Regions from separate parts of the Mus musculus genome. Here region 2 is linked to region 1. The links are chromatin contacts, called in public ChIA-PET maps. All regions are on one chromosome and are shown on one strand. Each heading gives the region's core, a stretch centred on a gene start, on an enhancer-like site or on the middle of the called end of the contact. The rest is flanking DNA. Distances are from core to core; before and after follow the strand shown.

Region 1 (2,700 bases), core at 192-2,691:
CTAATCCTCCCCAAACAGTTCCACTAACTGGGAACTAAACACTCAAATATACGAGCCTATGGTCTCATTCAAACCATCACACATATTTTAAAAGAAGACAAAAGAAATCCATCCAAATGGCACTTGCTGCTCTTGCAGAGGACCAAGGCCAACACCTGCACAGTGGGTCACAAATTGTCCCTAACTCCAGTTCCAGGAGACTGATCTGACACACCCTCTCCTTGCTTCCTGGGCATCAAGCATACATATGATATACATACACACACACATACATACATACATACATGCAGTTAGTTACCCACACACATACAAAAATATTTTTTTAAAAAATGACAGATTAGGTGAAATTGGGTATGCACAATAATTATCTGTTCTTCCTTCAGATAAGGGCAAGATAGGGAAAATGTTTTTCCTCCTGATATTAAAACTGGAAATAAGGGTCAAAATTTAGCAGAATGGCTTGGGGATGTAGTTCAGTGGCCCAACATGCTCAAGGCCTATCTGTGGTTTGATCCTTAGCACAACAAATTACCAGAAGCAGCCTTTATTATAACTGCTGTTTGTTGCTGTGCCTGGCAACACATTCATATATAAGCTCCTTTGGTCTTGCTAAATCCAACTTAGCATTACCATTTTAAAAACTAAATATTCAGGAGATTCAGCATATACTGGGTTCTATTAATAAATTTCACAAAAATCAACAGCTGAAATTTGGACTGTGAAAGAATTCACGAATGCCCAGCAGCCACAGATTTAATACTCCAGAAGTGCATCTTTATATCTAACCTTGAGTACATCAGGAGTATTCGTTTGACGGTGGAAAGAAGAAAAGGATGGAAGATTTTAGTAATGCTCTGGCTAAAATTTCCAGTTTAGGAGTAGCTGTGGAATGAGTAACTACCTAAACCTAGAAAGAGCAAGGCTTCAACATCACCCCCACAACCCGGTATTACTCGACATTTTAAAAGCAATTCTCGGTTTCTGGTGTGTTAAAAGTGACAGTAAACGGGCACCAGGCGTAGAATGTGAAAATCATGTTGTGTAAGTCAGTATTATGGATTCTATACGGAAGTAACACCAGTGGGCAGTAGGAATTTTTTTTAAAGCCCTCTTACGGCCAAGAAAGAATTGTGAATATCTAAGTAAAAGAAGAAAATTGACGTTCTCGTTTCTTACTGATAACTGAGCCTCCTGTGCACCGCAACATTTCAGCTCAAGGTACTGCAAGCATGATCAGTCCCAGGCTACTGCTTCCGGGTTACGGTTTGTTCCTGGCTCCTCCTCCACTTTGCAGAGAAATGGTCCTTAGGTGTCCGTAACGGTAAACAAGAATGAAATGACGAAGCGGGTAGGATACTGCTCTGGAAGGACCACGCGTGGAACGGATTTGGAGCTGACTCCTGGAAGCTGCGACGTCCAAAGTGGATCGCCCTCTCCTAGTGCCCTAACCAAGGAATCCTGGGAGTTGTAGTTTACCCTTCCCCAGGCTTTCTTGTTTCCCACCCTAAGACCCTTTACTCCATCTTTCTCCCTAAATTTAGGGTTTTCAGATACTTATAAACCTAGAAGCGAACCTTTTCCCTAATTTACACATCAAATTCTACAGTATGTGATAGGCGAAATCTCAAGAATTTCTTTACGTGTTACCAACCCTTGAAGCAGTAGTTTCTAAGTTACTGATTTGTTTTGTTTCAGAGTGCAGGAGGTTAAGGCTAGAGACTCATGCACGCTAAGACAAGAGCTCTATCATTGAGCTATATCCACAGACTTGGGGGTTTGTTTTTTAAATGGAACCTCCCTCCCCCCAATCATTAACAATTTTAGCGGGGCGTGGGGGCACACACCTTTAATCCCAGCACTTGGGAGGCAGAGGCAGGCGAATTTCAGAGTTCGAGGCCAGCCTGGTCTACAAAGTGAGTTCCAGGACAGCCAGGGCTATACAGAGAAACCCTGTCCCAAAAAAAAACAAACAAAAACAAACAAAACAAAACAAAACAAAAACCCAAACAAACAAAAACAATTTTAGGAGATTCTGAATTGTTAATTGTTACACTTTTAGCCAGTATTGTTTAAAACATTGACTGAAAAAAACTATAGGGGCTCGCGAAATGGCTCAGTGGTTAAGAGCGCCGACTGCTCTTCCGAAGGTCCGGAGTTCAAGTCCCAGCAACCACATGGTGGTTCACAACCATCCGTAAGGAAATCTGATGCCCTCTTCTGGAGTGTCTGAAGACGGCTACAGTGTACTTACATATAATAAATAAATAAAACTTTAAAAAGAAAAAAAAAAAGAACAATGACAAAGAGAGCTATAAATTTGTATTTAAAAAAAAATCATAACAGGACCCCAAAATAGATAACTATATCTATGAATTAGAATTTTTAAAGATAGTGTTGTTTACGTGTGTGTTTAGAGACACAAGACCCTATCTCAAAAACAAACACAAATAGGGAGGGGTGAGTAAAAATGGTGGAAAGAGAGAAAAAGATAGAAACCAACATACAACAAAATAATATTTAACATTTACTAGTATGCACTTCAAGGTAGTTACTTCTGCCTACTATATACTAGTCACTAGTTTGAATGCTTTAAACCTATTAGTTCATATAGTTCCATAATACTCTTTTTCTTTTTTCGAGACAGGGTTTCTCTGTGTAGCCCTGGCTGTCCTGGAACTCACTTTGTAGACCAGGCTGACC
Region 2 (2,700 bases), core at 16-2,515, 270 kb after region 1:
ATCAGAGTGAACGATCACTGTGTGATCAGGGAAGGCTGCTGGCCCACCAGCCATGTGGAGACAAAGCGGCCCTCAGCTATGAAGGCTGGGGCCCAGCAGTGGGTGGACTGAAGGCACGGAGCCCACAGTGCATGTCTGAGGTCGGGAGGACAGTGGTCTGGCTTCGTGGTCAGCATTCTTCTTAGGAGTAAAGAATCTTGCTTTTTCATTCATAAAATACAGAACATTCTAGAACACCATTCTGGCCCAGATCAGATTTCCCCCACAATGAATACAATAAAAAATATTTTGAATCTTATACTGAGGTAGCTTTTTGGAAAACTAATAATTTTCCTTTTCTTCTCCCCTTTCAGACTTACACAATTCTATTTTTACCTTATCTTGGGAGGCGGGTGGTCACTGCCCATCTTTTTTGATTTTGAATTCTAAACCAGAGTTCTCGCCTTTTTCTGTAAAGGCCAGATGGCACACACTTCATCCTTGGTGGATCGTGTTGCAACTTACCCAGCATTGCCTTTCTAACACAAAGCAGGAACAGGTACTACCGTGCGAACATAGCTGTGCTCCAATAAAACTTTATGTGGATACCAAAATCTGAACTTCATTTAATTTTCATGAGTTACTTGATACAATTTTTGATTTTTCAAATGCTAGAAATGCTTAAAAACAAAACAAAATAAGACAAAACATGTGCTGGGCTTGGTGGCACATGCCTTTAATCCCAGCACTCAGAAAGCAGAGGCAGGCAGATCTCTGAGTTCGAGGCCAGCCTTGTCTACAAAGTGAGTTCCAGGACAGCCAGGGCTATACAGAGAAACCCTGTTTTGAAAAACCAAAACCAAAACCAAAACCAAAAAAAAAGACAAAACATGTTTGTCAGCTCAACAAAACCAGGGACATATTTTGCCAGTTCCCCAGATTACATACTCTTCAAATAAATGTTTAAGGTTTTTCTGGAGAAGCTAAGAGTCTGTAGGGAGGGGTAACAAATTCAACAGCTTGACAAAGCTTGGGGAGAGCTTGGCTTTGTCTCCTGCTGTGTGCCCACCCTGCTAAGAGGAAACAGAAGTCAGTAGGGAGAGTTTTGCCATTCTCCTTAAAACTACTAGAAACCCTGATGTTGCTGCCTAAATTTCAAATGAAGGAGATTTCATTTAGAAGTCTGGATTCTGAGATGCACAATGCCTTGTTGGCCTGAGACCTTCCTGGCTTGTGTCACACCTGTGTCACCAATACCAATTTGTGTGCGTTTGATCAAACTCTTTTGTAGTCTTCTCTGAGAGTACCACCTCTACGTACTTAGTCTTTAGGCCTTAGGGAAGCTAAATGGTGGAGAGAATAAAAACAAGGCAGACAGCTAGCACCATCAACTTGACAGGATCTAGACCAGTGCTTCTCAACTGTCCTAATGCTGTGACCATTTAATACAGGTCCTCATGGTGTAGTGACCCCCAACCAATGGAAAACAATTATCTCATTGCCTTTTCATAACTGTAATTTTGCTACTGTTCTGAATTGTAATGTAAATATATAATATGCAGGATATCTGATATGTGACCCCTAAGAGGGTCCTGACACACAGGTTGAGAACCAGTGATCTAGAATCGCTGATCCAGGAGGCAAACCTCTGGGTGTGTCTGCGAGGGACTTTCTAGATTTGGTTATGTGAAGTGGGAAGACCTGCCCTGAATGTGAGCTGTGGGCATCCCATGGCTGATGTCTCAGGAGAAAGCTGGCTGAGTGCAGCCTTCCCTCCCTCCCTCCTACAGGGGACAGAATGGGGCAGCCATATGTTCTTGCTGCTGCGACTTCCTTACCACTAACCTGAATTCCGCTGAACTTCGAGCACAAATGAGCCCTTGTCAGACATTTTGCCACAGCAACAGGAAAGGGACTGACCCATAGGCTTCTACAGCAGAGAGAACCAGGCTGAAATTACAGCTCTGTTCTTCACTAGCACAGCAACTGTGGCCAAATTACTTAAACCTCAAAATGGAAAGAGAAGCACATACCGAAAGTAGTGGCTATCATGATCTTTCTCTCTCTCTCTTCCTTCCTTCCTTTCTTACTTTTTCTTTTTCGTTTTGGTTTTTGGTTTCTGGATTTTTTGAGACAGGGGTTCTTTGTATATCCCTGCTAAGATTATAATATACCCGATTTTATAGAAAAAGAAATTAAGTCCTAAGAGGTGGCATGAGTCCTCAGGGAGACGTGCTAACGGTTCAGGAACGAGGACCTCCTTCCTGGATTACAGGCTGGAGGACATTTCTCTGTACCTGTGGCTTCAACAGGACCCACACTGTGTCCCATCTTTCAGGTTATGCCACCTCATACAATGCTTCTCATACAAGACTTTCCTTTGAGGGTCAAAACTCTTCTAGTGCAGATAGCCAACTGACTGTTTTTTAATTGTCATTCTTTTGGGAGGGTGACATTAGCAGAGACAGCTTATTCAGAGGTTGCACACTTCAGGGGCTCGGATGATGGCTCGGTTGGTGACGTGCTTGCCATGAAGCCTAAGTTCAGTCCCCTAGAACCCATGGGCGATTGGTGCACATCTGTAATCCCAGCACAGGATAGTCTCTGGAGCTGCTGGCTTGGCTGTCTAGCTGAATCAGTGAGCTCCAGGTTAAATAAGAGCTGCTCACCTTGACCTCTGGCCTCTATGTGTGCATACATGCACCTCCCACAAAAAAGATA

Evidence for each region. ChIA-PET counts read pairs in DNA pulled down with a chosen protein or histone mark.
Region 2: an RNA polymerase II ChIA-PET map of memory CD8 T cells shows a contact between it and region 1, with 9 read pairs. The contact joins the enhancer-like site here to the promoter of Mtrf1 in region 1. A contact is called at or near these places in 15 of 39 promoter capture datasets (the 3T3-L1 cell line, 3T3-L1-derived adipocytes, the C10 cell line and 8 more), 1 of 15 datasets of contacts at CTCF or cohesin (large pre-B cells), 20 of 484 Hi-C or Micro-C datasets (CD4 T cells, CD8 T cells, the G1E-ER4 cell line and 13 more), 19 of 115 datasets of contacts at active chromatin or transcription factors (DN3 thymocytes, the HPC-7 cell line, the SCID.adh cell line and 14 more) and 3 of 9 other capture datasets (adipose tissue, liver and pancreatic islet).

The regions. Positions count from the first base shown.
Region 1 is chr14:79,396,513-79,399,212 of GRCm38.p6, reverse strand. It overlaps Mtrf1 (mitochondrial translational release factor 1), which reads right to left and starts at 1,441. Exons shown (of 11, transcript NM_145960.4): 1 at 1,177-1,441.
Region 2 is chr14:79,125,441-79,128,140 of GRCm38.p6, reverse strand. All of the region lies in intron 37 of Vwa8 (von Willebrand factor A domain containing 8), which reads right to left. All of the region lies in intron 1 of Gm30970 (a long non-coding RNA gene), which reads left to right. Among named protein-coding and RNA genes, the nearest start is that of Gm30970, 8.4 kb to the left of the region's middle. Within about 2 kb of position 1,265, at least 17 of the 459 cell types and tissues checked have an H3K27ac peak or open chromatin away from gene starts, as enhancers often do. A contact at or near this core is called in CD8 T cells and memory CD8 T cells, where this site is marked.